3 separate regions of the Sus scrofa genome follow, and all the other regions are linked to region 1. The links are chromatin contacts, called in public HiChIP or PLAC-seq maps. All regions are on one chromosome and are shown on one strand. Each heading gives the region's core, a stretch centred on a gene start, on an enhancer-like site or on the middle of the called end of the contact. The rest is flanking DNA. Distances are from core to core; before and after follow the strand shown.

The links. HiChIP or PLAC-seq counts read pairs in DNA pulled down with a chosen protein or histone mark.
Region 2: a contact with region 1 is called in an H3K27ac HiChIP or PLAC-seq map of alveolar macrophages. The contact joins the promoter of GIMAP5 here to the promoter of GIMAP6 in region 1. A contact is called at or near these places in 11 of 47 Hi-C or Micro-C datasets (alveolar macrophages, blood, heart right ventricle and 5 more) and 2 of 2 datasets of contacts at active chromatin or transcription factors (alveolar macrophages and skeletal muscle).
Region 3: an H3K27ac HiChIP or PLAC-seq map of alveolar macrophages shows a contact between it and region 1. The contact joins the promoter of LOC100519177 here to the promoter of GIMAP6 in region 1. A contact is called at or near these places in 1 of 47 Hi-C or Micro-C datasets (alveolar macrophages) and 1 of 2 datasets of contacts at active chromatin or transcription factors (alveolar macrophages).

The regions. Positions count from the first base shown.
Region 1 is chr18:6,412,455-6,416,886 of Sscrofa11.1, forward strand. GIMAP6 (GTPase IMAP family member 6) reads left to right here and starts at 2,317. Exons shown (of 3, transcript XM_003360078.5): 1 at 2,317-2,698; 2 at 4,122-4,206. The coding sequence starts at 2,531. It overlaps LOC102162439 (a long non-coding RNA gene), which reads right to left and starts at 2,313. Exons shown (of 2, transcript XR_002340502.1): 1 at 2,213-2,313; 2 at 1,878-2,077.
Region 2 is chr18:6,361,602-6,366,033 of Sscrofa11.1, forward strand. It overlaps GIMAP5 (a long non-coding RNA gene), which reads left to right and starts at 1,842. Exons shown (of 6, transcript XR_002340496.1): 1 at 1,842-2,330; 2 at 2,735-2,830; 3 at 4,319-4,402.
Region 3 is chr18:6,455,528-6,459,959 of Sscrofa11.1, forward strand. It overlaps LOC100519177 (GTPase IMAP family member 1), which reads left to right and starts at 2,005. Exons shown (of 3, transcript XM_021078917.1): 1 at 2,005-2,150.

The DNA.
Region 1 (4,432 bases), core at 1,067-3,566:
TCCTGAGCCAGGGATCAGATCCAAGCTGCAGGTGTGGCCTATGCCGCAGCTGCAGCGGCACTGGATCTCTAGCCCACTGTGCCAGGCTGGGGATCGAACCTATGCCTCCATGTTCCAGAGACGTCACCGATCCCATTGAGCCACAGCGGGAATTTCTGGTCCTGGGGTTTTAACTCCTAGGTTCAGAGAAGTGTTGAGGTGGCGACATTTAAGGGTAAAAGTCAGCTTTATCCACCTTGCGGCGCAAAATAACCAAAGAGGGAGGATATATGTGGCCCCTTCCTTGGGGTCCCACTCCCTTTCTCACCTCCCCACAAAACAGACTAAGTGCTTTCTAGCCCCTGAATTCTTACCTATTACTTGAAGTCAGGAGTGGGAGCAAACTCTGTCTAGAAGAGGCTGGACTGGCATAAAAAGATCAATTGTTGGTGACGCCCTACCCCCCAGGGCTCCACACTATCTTTGGACAATGTCTTCTGCTGTCTCTCTCCAGTTCCCTCCTTGGCAATTGAACATCTTTGTTGACACGAGTTCTCCATCGCTCACTGACCTGTGGACCCCTTTATTAGATGCTGTCAAAAACTCAGAAGGAACAGAACCTAAACCCAGTGAATGGCTGAGGCAGTCACTGGTAAAGGATTGTCTGGCACACACCAAAAAGACAAGCAGGCCGGGAGCACTCAAACCAGACCGTAAAAGAGGCTCCTGGGTATGTGGTTATACAGCAGCTTATGCAGTGAGAAGCCAGGGACTGTTTATTCGTCATAGCAATTGTTTATAATGTTAGGATTCTCTTCAATGGCAGATAATTGCTTAGTGATAATCTCATCTCAGGTTTGGGGAAGCTTCAGTTTTGCTTATGGTTTCCAGAGGCCTAAGCAGGAAACGGCCCAGTTTGCATCTTGCAAAATAACCTAAATTGAGCTTTGTTTGAATGACTACATTGGTTTCGTCTGCTTGGGGAATTTCCACGCCTCATCTCTGCTTTTTCACTTGAACAGGGTGATATGGGCTTTTGTTTGTGTGCATTTCAGCATGTTCCCAGGAAGTCTACCATGGAGGGTAGACCATTTCCTGTAACTGTCTCGACATTTCAGAAAAAAAGATCATTCCGCTGATCTGCAACCACACTGCCCCCTGTCTCCACCACGGCTCTTGTCTCTCTCGCCTCCTCCACCACCTGCCTTCCCCTTCCCCTGGTCTCTTCCCAGGAAAGAGTTAGAACATTGGTCCATATGCCTTACCCTTTACATGAGATGGTTCCCAGGATGAGAGAGAGAGGCAAGGGCTAGGATGAGGAGAGCCCTCACCCTGGAGAAGAGATCTGATGTCACCATAGAGACCCCAGTGAGCAATCCTCTCCCCCAAATCAAGAATGACTTCCCGGGAAAGGGATCAAGATGGCAGAGAAAGAGGGTATGGAACTCGCCTTCTGCCACAAATGCATCCAAAATACATCTCAGGTGGAACAATTAGCTACCATATGATCCAAGAATTTCCCTCCTGGGCGTTTATCCAGAAAAGATGAAAATTCTAATTCAAGAGATGCATGCACCCCATGCTCACAGCAGCTTTAGTTACAATAGCCAAGACCTGGGAAAAAGCCCAAATACCATCAACGGATAATTATGTATGTGTGTGTGTGTTTGTGTGTGTATGTGTGTGTACACTAAATAGAATATTATTCAGCCATAACAGAGAATGAAATATGGCCATTTGCAGCAACATGGATGGACCTAGAGATTATCATACTAAATGAAGTCAGCCAGACAGAGAAAGACAAATATTATATGATATCGCTTGGAACTTTCAGACACAGAATGTGTGTGTGTGTGTGTGTGTGTGTGTGTGTATACATCTATAGAGAGAGACTTATAAAGAATTGGCTCATGTGATTTATTACAAGGAATTGGCTCATGAGATGATGCAGCTGACAAGTCCCAAGGCCCGCTGTCAGCAAACTGGAGACCCTGGAAAGCCAGCAGAGGAGTTGGGGGAGGAGTGGGGGGAGGGGGAGAGACAATGCATGTCTGTCGGGGCCGGGGAGGCACAGGACATCTGCAGGAAGCTGGTGATTCTCAAAAAAGAGAGAAAATCAATTAAACAAAAATCATTCATTCCCCTGGCACAACACTTTCTTAGATCTGCTGCTTGGTTTTAAGCCTCTGAGTTCTAGTTGTCTTCGTTCAGGATAAAAATAATAACAATATACCAAACACGAGAATGCCCTCCAGCATCGCCCTAGACCCTGATAGGGCCTCGCACATGCGCCACGAGCCGTGGTTTCTGTCCCCCACCTGGAACACAGAGCAGATGTGTCACCCTTGTGAAGTTTCGCGGGTGTTTTTCCTGTTGGGGTTCCCAAGGCAGCAGCCAACAAAATGCAGAGGGCAGAGCTGTGTGCCTCCCAGCCGGGCCTGGCCTGCCTGTTCCCGCCCCTTCCTGCACCCGCCCCATGCACGGCTGGGCTTTCAACGGCAGTTCTTGAGCTGAGCTTTGGGATCACATTTTGCTAAAAAAAATATAAACGATGTCCTATATCTATTCAAACTTCTGGGACATTTTATTCTACCCTTTCCACTCAAGGCCCCCCCAGGCCTGCAAGGTGTCCGCTCTGAAAGGAGAAACAAAGAATTCACGAGACAACCTGGCCCCAGGAGACGCAAAACGCAGCCTTTTCTTCTGCCCAACAGGAGGGGTAAGTCCAAGTGTGAGGGTGCCTGTGTCTGTGTGCGTTGTGTATGTGTACTGGGTTCGTGTGAGTGTGTGTGTGTGTGTGTGATGTCTGGGTGTGGATTGTGTGAGTCGTGTGCATGGTGTCTGTGTGTATTGTGGTTTGGGTATGTTGTGTAGGGATGTGTGTGTGGGAGCATGTATTTTCTGTGTTGTTGCCTTTGGTGTGTGCTGTCTGTGTGTTTATACGTGTATTTGGGTGTTTGTGAGTGGATGTGTATGCGTGGTGTGTGTTGTGTGTGTGAGCTGTGTTTCTGTGTGTGTTTGAGTGTATGTGTGTGGACGGTGTGAGTCTTATGTTTGTCTTATGTGTGTGCTGTGTATGCATGTGTATGTTCCTGTGTTTGTGAGTGTATGGGTGTGCGTATGTGCGCTGTGTGTGTGTGTGTGTGAGAGAGAGAGAAACTTGTGCCCTTTGTGCCCTGCCTGGAATGCACTGCCTGTCCTCTGCAGTTTGCCAGCTTAACAGAGAGCGACAGCTGTCCCCGCCCCTCATCCCAAGGATGCTGTGGTGACAGCAAACTCTGTCTGCAGCGTCCCTCCACCCCCACCCCCAGTATTTAGGTTTCCCTTCAATCAGAGCCTCCATCTGGAGATGCTCACCTGCCTGGGACTGTCTCTTGCACCCTCACATTCCAGAAAAACAGCCATGGGGCCGTGCGGTGCCCTCCCCATCCCGCAGAGACCCGAGCAGCTGTAACACAAGGGGCTCCTGAAACAGGGAACCGTGTGAGTCCACCAGGCGGTTCGGTGTGAGGCCAGATACGCTGCTCTCGCCTCAGGACGATGGGAGTCCGGGAGCGGGGGGTTGACATGGCTCCTTTGCAAGAGGACTAGGACTTGCTCTAGAAAGTGTCATAAAATGTGCTGGAATCGTCTAGAGGGAAAAGATCTCAGGAGCATCCAGTCTGGGTCCAGCATTTGCAGCTCTGCGGGCACGGAGGCCCAGGCAGTGTGACCCCCCCCCATCATTGGCAGCCAAGGAGATGACACTGAGACCTCAGGGCTCCCAGCAGCGCCGGGACCCAGAGGCGGCCTGTGCCTGGCCGTGGTCCTCCTCTCCGGCCGCTCTCGGCCTCCGCAGCCCCCACTGCCAGGCTCTGTCCACAGGTCATTGTGTCCCCAAGAGCCTCTCACCAGCGGCCAGTGTCTGTCACAATGCTCCTTTCTCCCCCTCACAGAGTCGCCTCCCCCCCATGGAAACCAGAGTCGGGGAGCGGGGGGCAGTGGGAAGAGGGTCCCTCAAGGACGCAGAGGGCAGCTCAGTCCCCCGTCCCCCAGACACCTCCCCTCCCTGAACCAATGCAAACAATGTTCTTTTGACAAGAAAAAGGCAAAAGTTAGCTGCCTCTTCAAACCTGGTAAGTCCTATTTTAATTTTTTTCTAGACAGAGGAAGAAGAATGCGAACTGATTGTCCAGGAGAATTTCAAAGAAGGGCTGTCTCAGGAGCCCACCCAAGACAGATCAGGAGGTAAAAGAACTTTCTAGCAGATGTGAATGTGAGAGGGGCATGGTCGGGGGATGTGTGAGGTGCAGGGGGTGGTCGCGTCGTGTTGGGGGGCGCAGGGGGTGCCCACCTAGGCGGCCATCAGAGGGTGTTCAGGGTGGGCCAGATGAGAGGGGAAAGAGTGCTGACAGGTGCAAGGGTGAAAGGGGCCCTTCACCGAGCCTCAGAGAGATGTGCTGAGTGGCTGTGA
Region 2 (4,432 bases), core at 592-3,091, 51 kb before region 1:
TTTTGGTCTCTTTAGGGCTGCACAGGTGACACATGGAAATTTCCAGGCTAGGGGTCGAATCAGAGCTGCAGCTGCCAGCCTATACCACTGCTGCAGCAATGCTGGATCCGAGCCAGGTCTGCGACTTACACCACAGCTCACGGCCATGCTGGATCCTTAACCCACTGAACGAGGCCAGGGATGGAACCCGCATCCTCATGGATACTAGTCGGGTTTGTTACCACTGATCCATGACGGGAACTCCGCGGAGGTAGAATTTTTGAGGACTGGCTATCTCGCAGGCTCCTCTGTAGGAATAATATTTGCTGTTCTTCACTGCAGCTGCATGGGCAAAGGAACAATTTCCCTCCTTCTTTATTTTGGGCATTTCTTTCATCAGCAATTAGAAGTACCTGTGGTTTGAAGAGCCATCCCTGGAATTCCACAAGTTAGCTGTGAAGGGAAAAGAGGAATCCTGAATAGCCACTAAACTCTAAACATGGAAAGGGGCAGAAAAGAAGTGTTAACTGGTGTTGTGCTGAGGAGGTAATGTTTTGCTTTCTTGAGTCATAAATACAGGCCCTTTTTGAATTAATAAGAAAAATGCAGGAGTTCCCCTTGTGGCTCAGTGGGTTAAGAACTGGACATAGTGTCCATGAGGAGGCAGGTTCGGTCCCTGGCCTCGCTCACTGGGTTAAGCATCTGGAGTTGCCATCAGCCATGGTGTGGGTCACAGAGCCAGCTCAGATCTGGCATTGCTGCGGCTGTGGTGTAGGCCGGCAGCTGCAGCTCTGACTGGACCCCTAGCCTGGGAACTTCCATATGCTGCAGGTGCAGCCCCAGAAAGAAAAAAAAGATGCACCTAATTTAACAGAATAATCAGCTTAGTATATGTACAGGCTGTTTAGAGGAAAAAGGGTATAACTGTTCCCAGTAGAAGGTTATCCCATTTCAGCCTATGTAGTGGTTAAGGAAATGCCTAAAGCTTTTCTTCAGTGATTAATTCGCGTTTTTCCTAATGCGCAGAAAGTAGCTGATCAACATGCATAGCTCTATGTTGTGGGCACGTGAGTAGTAGCCTTGCCAGGCTGGTGAGGTGGATGACTCAATGGTTTACCTTAACCATGAATGTTTTGCTACCTTTGAGCAATGTCCCTTTCTTGTGTATCCAATATTTACAAAATATGTACTGAGATGACTGGATAAATTGGCTTCAGGCATGAAGCTATTCATGATTTTAGGGTGGATAAATATCTGGCAAAGATAATTATTTTTATTTTGAAGGAGTCGATATTTAACCGTCCCCCCACCCCAGCCGCAAAAATGCAACCTTAGAGGCATTTCTAGCTGGCAGAGAAAAAACAATATCTTCTGTATGTTAAAAGTATGCCTTTCTGGGAATTCCCCTCGTGGCTTAGTGGTTAACGAATCCCATTAGGAACCATGAGGTTGCGGGTTTGATCCCTGGCCTTGCTCAGTGGGCTAAGGATCTGGCTTGCCGTGAGCTATGGTGTAGGTTGCAGAAGTGGCTCAGATCTGGTGTTGCTGTGGCTGTGGCGTAGGCCGGTAGCTACAGCTCCGATTAGACCCCTAGCCTGGGAACCTCCATATGCTGTGGGAGTGGCCCTAGAAAAGGCAAAAAGACAAAAAAAAGAAAAAAAAAGTATGCCTTTCTGTCCTCTACAGCAGGAGGGCATTTATCCAGTTCAATCAGTGTAAAAAGTATTATTATTTGAAGTGTGAAAATTACAGTATTAATAGGGGAGAATATTTTGGTAAGTCAAGAGCGGCTTTCATTGCGATGTGAAGTGTGGCTGTTTTCTGCAGTATAAACGCTCTCCCCTCCAAACCAAGCAAGAATCAAGAGTTACCTGCGTTTCCATTTCCTACTTAGAGTTGCTTTTCTAGAGTTCATCTGAACCCAAAGATGCAAGTAGTGGCTCAAGCTCTGCCCCCTTGACCCTCAGCATGGCTCCAGAGGGGCGCTCAGCCCCCACGACCCAGGGCCCCCAGCAGGGCCTTTGCAAGGATGAGGTTAACTAGGGCGGTAGGAGGAAACCAGAGCACACCCTTCCTGCAAGTGCTCAGCATTTTGCCCACATCGCACCCTGGGTAGGGGCGGATGTGTCCTTGGGTTCTGCGGCCGTGCAAGTTCACCTAGGTGCAGAAACCTACCCAACTTTATTTTCCCCTCACGTCCAAGCAAGGGCGACCTGAGGACAGGCCAATGGACAGAGAAATAAGAGGCGGCCAGAGCCGTACAAAGTCTCATGCAAGATGCCCGCCCTGAGTTCAGCTTTGGCTGCAGGTCTCTAGAATTACATACACGAAGCTGTCTTTGTGCAGAAGAGGTAAACGGTGGGCCGGGCGAGATGCGTGTTGGTCCAGGTGGGGCCAGTGAAAGGCTGAGGATGCCTGCTTTGGGATGCACCTGTGCCCCTGATGTTCACCAGCTTCTCTGGGTCTCCCGACTGATTCAGACAGGGAAATGGCACAAAAGCTTTACAGAGCTGTGGTGGGGAGAAGGAAATGGAGCTGTTATTAAAAAGAAATCAGACCAAAACCAAAAAATACTCCTCTTCCTCTGATGGCACCCTCTGAGGGCTTTTGACTCATTCTGAGGCTGTCTTGGCAAGAACAGCACACGCTGGTCTTTTGCGGCCCCGGGAGAACGCAGTCCCTCTCTCTCTCTCGTGGGTAGCATGTGTGGCCCGCTTTTTTTTTCACTTCTCACTGCTCTTGTGTTTGTTTGAAGAGACTAGAAGCCAATGAGAGAGGCTGCCAAGGAGCGGAGGGAGGATAGTTTCAAGACTGCGCGTGGGACTTGCAAGACTTTTCCAGGACCGACCAGGTAACAGGGCTTGGCTCCTCTCTCCCCGCCGCCCCTCTCCCACTCACCCCAGCTCCCTCGGTAATAATCTGCGTCAGTTTGCACATGATTTTTCTAAGCCTCAGTGTCACTGTTCCTAAATAATTAAGGTCAGGAGTTCTAGAGCCTAAAGCCCCGAATAAGTGCAAGCAGAAAATATTGCTGATATTGTCTTTTTTAGAACCTAAACTTTTGAACAGAATGAGCTCAGACAGCAGCCCTTTGGTGCTGACTGGCTTGTTTATTTCTCGTGTTTGTGCAAAAGTTTTGCACATATACAGCCAGTGGCTGTTGCACCGCGTCTGGGTGTAAGTATTGAGTTTTTGACACGTCTCGGGGCAAGAGAAGATGACCTGACCCTCCTCCCTCGATCTGCTCCCAGAAGCCATCCGATGCCCTTTGTGGAGCCGGCTGAAAAGTTGGCCTGGTGATTTGAATTTGACGGGAGGTCTGTTGCATTCATGACTCCAGGGAAAGTTGCAATTTTAAAGAGAGCAGAAAGATTTCAGGAACAGGACGCATGATGATCTAGTCAGGCAAAACATTTGCTTTCCTATTTTTTTTGGCCACGCCCACAGCATGCAGAAATTCCTGGGCCAGTGACCTGAGCCACAGCAGTGATGACACCAGGCCCTTAACCTTTAGGTCCACCAGGGAACTCCATTTGCTTTATTTCTGAGAAATACAATTTATTATTTTAAAAAAGATTTTACCCCCCTTCCCCCCCATTCACCAGAATGGAGTTACACGGCTGTGATTCCTAGAGGATTATCCTGCCCCGCCCCTCTTGACAGTGACAGGGTCTCATGGCGGCACCTTGTTGGTGACAATGCGTGGGCCTGCCAGCCACTCCATCACACTCCAGTTGGGAAAGTGGGGGAGGCTGTCAGGAATCCTTCTGGCAAATGAGAGCAAGCTAACCTGCCCAGGTTGTAGCCCACTTCAGATGCGTTTTAGCCGCCTTTCCCATGTTCCCAAGGGTGCCTCTACCTCTTCTGTCCCCACCTGCTCCTCCCGGCCCTGCCCGGTGGAGATGGTGTGGGATGTGGGGCTGCCCGAGGATGGGAGAAGGAATCACCTTCCTTTCCAGCCTTCAGCAGGAGCTGCTCTCTAAACTGGTCCAGCCAGCCTCCACGTGCAGGGAGAGGCGCGCCTGGCCAAGCCTGGTCTCTGATAACATTTTAAAGGAATGTTAATGAGATGGCTCTGACAAGAGGGAGCTGGGTGGTTGGCCAGGAGGAAGCATGATGATGGTGGCATCAGGAGGGGACTGATGGGGCAACCGGGCCCAGGGGTCTGCAGGGGACAGAGTGGGGTGTGGTGGGGGGGCGGGGGGGCAGCTGGGACATGGTGGCCACCTTCTGGCCGGCACTGGGGCGCTTTGGATTGGAGAGGAAGGAAAGCCTCAAAAAATAATTGAGAAAGATGGTTCAGAGAAGGGGCCCCCTTTTCACTTCTCTTTCTACTCAGGCTGGACTCAGAGGGAGCAGCAGTTTCAGCTTCTCATTCTTGGAGGAGATGGCCTGCTACCAGTCGCTTGGCCAAACCCATCATGTGAGTAGCGTTGCTTTACCTGTTCCCCGG
Region 3 (4,432 bases), core at 755-3,254, 43 kb after region 1:
CTGGGTGTAATACCAACCGGGACACACAGATTAAAGGAGAGATTAGAGAAAGAGACATTCAAAGAGAACACTTCTAGAACTATTGTCATGCAGGTGATGGTGTGCATGCCCAAGGTTGCAGACGCTGAGGTGCAACATCAGACATGCTACACAGCAGGAGAGCTAGACCTCACTAGTCGCGAAACAAATATGCAACAATAGGAGATCAGGCCCCAGAAAAGCATAATCCAGAGTGGCTACACTATATAATCTAAATTGCCCAGTTTTTAGTGCTACAAAACATACAAAGAAACAGGAATCTATGACCCGGCCCCGCCCCAACCCGACAGGTAACATATACTGCCTGTCAGAGGGCCTGGATGCTGGATTTGAAGACAAGGCTTCCAAATAGCAATTGTAAATATATTTAAAGGATAGAACACAGACCCCAGAAATAAGTCCATGTATATGTGGTCAATTAATTTACTACAAATAAGTCAAGAATACATAATGAGGAAAGAAGAGTCTCTTCAATAAATGGTGTTGGGAATATTGGATAGCCACGTGCAAAACAATCAGACTGGACTCTTGTCACACACCATACACAAAAATCAACTCAAAACAGACTAAGACGGGAACTTATGACTTAAAACCATTAAACTCCTAGAAGAAAACACAGGGGGTAGGTTCCTCGACATTAGTTTTGGCAACAATTTTTCTTTTTCCTTTTTTTTGACACCAAAAGCACAAGAAACAAAGGCAAAAGTCAATAAGTGAGAGGACTTCGCATCATGGCTCAGCAGAAACAAATCTGACTAGCATCCATGAGGACACAGGTTCAATCCCTGGCCTTGCTCAGTGGGTTAAAGATTCAGCATTGCTGTGAGCTGTGGTGTAAGTTGCAGATGTGGCTGAGATCTGGAGTGGCTGTGGCTGTGGTGTAGGCTGGTGGCTACAGCTCCAATTCAACCCCTAGCCTGGGAACTGCTATATGCCGAGGGTGTGTCTCTAAAATTACTAAAAAAAAAAAAAAAAAAAGAAGAAATGAGACTACATAAAACTAAAAAGTTTCCTCAGAACAGCAAAAAGAACATTCAGCAAAATGAAAAGGCAATTCATAGAATGAGAGAAAATATTTGTAAATCATATATCTAACAAGAGGTAACATTTCAACGTATACAGGGAATCCATACAACTTTGTAGCCAAAAAACCACACACACACAAAAAAAAAACAAACCAAAAAAATCCAATTTAAATGGGCAGATGACCTGAATAGACATTTTCACAAAGAAGACATACAAATGGCCAACAAGTAAGTGAAAAACTTCTCAACATGAATCATCAAGAAAATATGAATCAAAACCACCATGAAAAATTGCCTTATACCTGTTAGAACGGTCGTCATCAAAAAGACAAGAGGTAACGAGTGTTGGAAAGGACGTGGAGAAAAGGGACCATTTGGGTGCAGTTAGTGGAACTGTAAACTGGTGCAGTCACTATGGAACACCGCATGACGGTTCCTCCAAAAATTAAACCGAGAGCTACGATGTGATCCAGCACTTCCACTTGGAGGTACCTACCCCAGGGAAGTGAAAACAGGATCTCCAAACGATATCTGCACTCCTGTGTTTACAGCAGCGTTATTCACAATAGCCCAGGTATGGAAGCAACCTAAGGGTCTATCCATGGACCCCGAAGGCCTTTACTAAGTGAAATAAGTCAGAGGCCAGCAGCCAGCTGCAGCTCCAATTTGGAAAAAAAAAAAAAAAAAAGGTAAAAAGAGGCCAGAAAGAATATCAGGCTTCTTCCCCTCAGAGGTTATAGCGCCAGTTGGGGATGAGATGCTGGTGTCACAGGAAACTGGGAAACATCACCATAGCCCAAAGCCCGGGGTGGCGCGGGGGGGGGGGGGGGGGCGGAAAGAGGGGGGGGATGCGCAGTGACAGCATCCCAGCATCCCGTGGGGCCCTTAGCTCGGAGGCCGATGCCTCTGTCTCTTTAAGTGATCAGCACAGGGCCCTCCCTCCCCGAGCTCAGAGGTCTGAGAGGCACAGAGACTTCCTCCCGGTTTGGGAGGAAGAGTCAGCTCCACCTACAGTCGCAAGGCAGGAAGTAGGTCAGGAGCTGCTCAAAGCCGACTTGAGAGCCTGTCACCAATTCTGCAGGAAAGGTGAGCCCACGGGAAAGGGAGCCGTCCTGGGGGCCAGGGTGCGCGTGCGTGCGTGAGTGTGCGCGCGTGACCTGTGAGGAAGGGGAAGAGCTGTGCCTGTCGATGCTCGCCCCGTGAGTCGCTCCATTCTAATGGGCGTGAGAAAGGGGCGCGGGATCCAGGCACAGTCACTTCCCAGGTCCAGGTTTGTAAGGATGTTGAGTTGCAAACAGAGGAAGTTCAGTAGACGTGTATTCCCTACTCCCTGAATAAATAAGAAAGGTGTTTGTTTTCTAGAACTACTGCAGGGAACAAAACACACTTTAGAAAGCAACAAACCCTCCCCACATGCATATGGAGCGAAGGCCAAATAGATTCCTGGGGAAACAAATCTAACCTCAGAACAAGTTCTGAAGTAGAAATTCTGTCTCTATCTGAGCTGAACCCTGCTAAAACACTCACCCTCCTTAGCACGGGCCACAGTCGTGTCCCGGAGACGGCTGAGTTTATCAACACAGTTTCCCACCCCACCGCACGCCCTTGAACATCTGCCCCCCAAGTCCAGGGCTCTATGGGCTGCTGTGCCATCTTAATTTCTACATCTCATTTACGTAATGAAGGGATGGGATTAGGGTTACTGATTCAAACCCTCAGGCCATGGACCAAATGACTTAGAATTATTTGGCATGGCAGGTACTTCCTTTTATTAAATACAGATATGTGAATAAAAATCCCTAGGAAATAGACATCTTTAATAAGTCCCTAAAGAATTCCAAAATATGCCAGATTCAGGAAATGCAGGACTAGCAAAATAAACTTTGATCCCTTGGCATTTTAAGAGAAAGGATTCTACAAGTTTTATATTTTCCAATAATACACGTCTTTGTAAGCCCAGATTTCAGCTGTTAAGAACATCAGAAGAACTCTTCAAGTTTCATTCCAAACTTTGGGGGAAGTTCCGAAGGGCTTACCCAAGGGATCCCCTGTAGCTTGTCTTCATTTCCACCTTTGACCAGAACATCTTGCTTTAGCTAAATTGTTCCTCTTTGCTTTGAATCTTTTCTCTTCAGAGTGGGGATGAGGGGCAGAGGTTGCCTTTTGTTATTGAAATACAGTGGATTTACAATGTTGTAATAATTTCTGCTGTACAGCAAAGTGATTCAGATATACATAAGAATACATAGTATATATTATAATATAATGTATAATATATATAATCTTTTCCATTATGGTTTATGTTAGGATATTGAATATAGTTCCCTATGCTATACAATAGGACTTCGTTTATTCTTCCATTTGTAAAAGGGCATCTACTCACCCCAAACTCCCAGTCTTTCCCTCCCCTCTTCCCCTCCCCCTCCCCCTTCTCCCTTGGCAATTCAAGTTTGTTCTTGAAGTCTAAGAGTCAGTTTCTGTTTCATAGATAGATTCATTTGTGTCCTATTTGAGATCCCACATATAAGTTATATCACATGGTGTTTGTCTTTCCCCTTCTGATTTATTTCACTTAGGATGAGAATCTCTAGTTCCAGCCATGCTGCTGCAAATGGAATTATTTCATTCTTTTTTATTTGCTTTGAGTCTCGTTGGTTGTTTCCTCATTTCTTCTCGGGGTCAGTTAAGGGAGTTTGTTGGTTGCTATTTACAAAATAACGCCTCACACGATGTGATTTGCCCCTGGGGTGAACTTCGCTGAAGACTTGGTGGGATGAAGGGGGGTTACTGCAGAAACAGGAAGACCTTCGGATTGAGTTCTAGGCACACCTGTCACTAGACCTCTGGCCAAGCTCTGCCTCTGATTTCCTTTGTGTGTGCTGCCAACGGGGGATGATGAGAAGAGGTGGGATTGGAAGTGGATGGGGACGCACAGACAGGACTCTGGAGAAATGGGGGGGGTGAAAGGTCGCGGGAGTGACACCACAGTGGGGGCTGGGAAAGACCCTGAAACCTGCTGTTTGTGGAGCAGCCGAGGGGGGAGAGGATTCGTTGGGAATGAGGCTGGAGAAGCAGATGGAGGAGAGAGAGGAGGTGCTTGTGTTCGGGTGCTCCTGTGGTCAGGCCACCTTGACCGCAGAGTGGGGGCCTGTATTCGGTGATGTTTGATTGGTTGCAATCCATTCCATTTGAAAAGCCTTCGATGTGGGGGCAAGATCATCAGGGGTCGGAGGGGAGCTTCCCAGTCTCCCCCTCTTTAGACACATTAGGACCAGCCAAACGCTGGGCTTCTCTGAGAAGCCGTTTGGGGAATATGTCTGTTTTCCAGTGTCCAAAACCAAAATGCCCATTTTCTTTTTGTTAGTTCC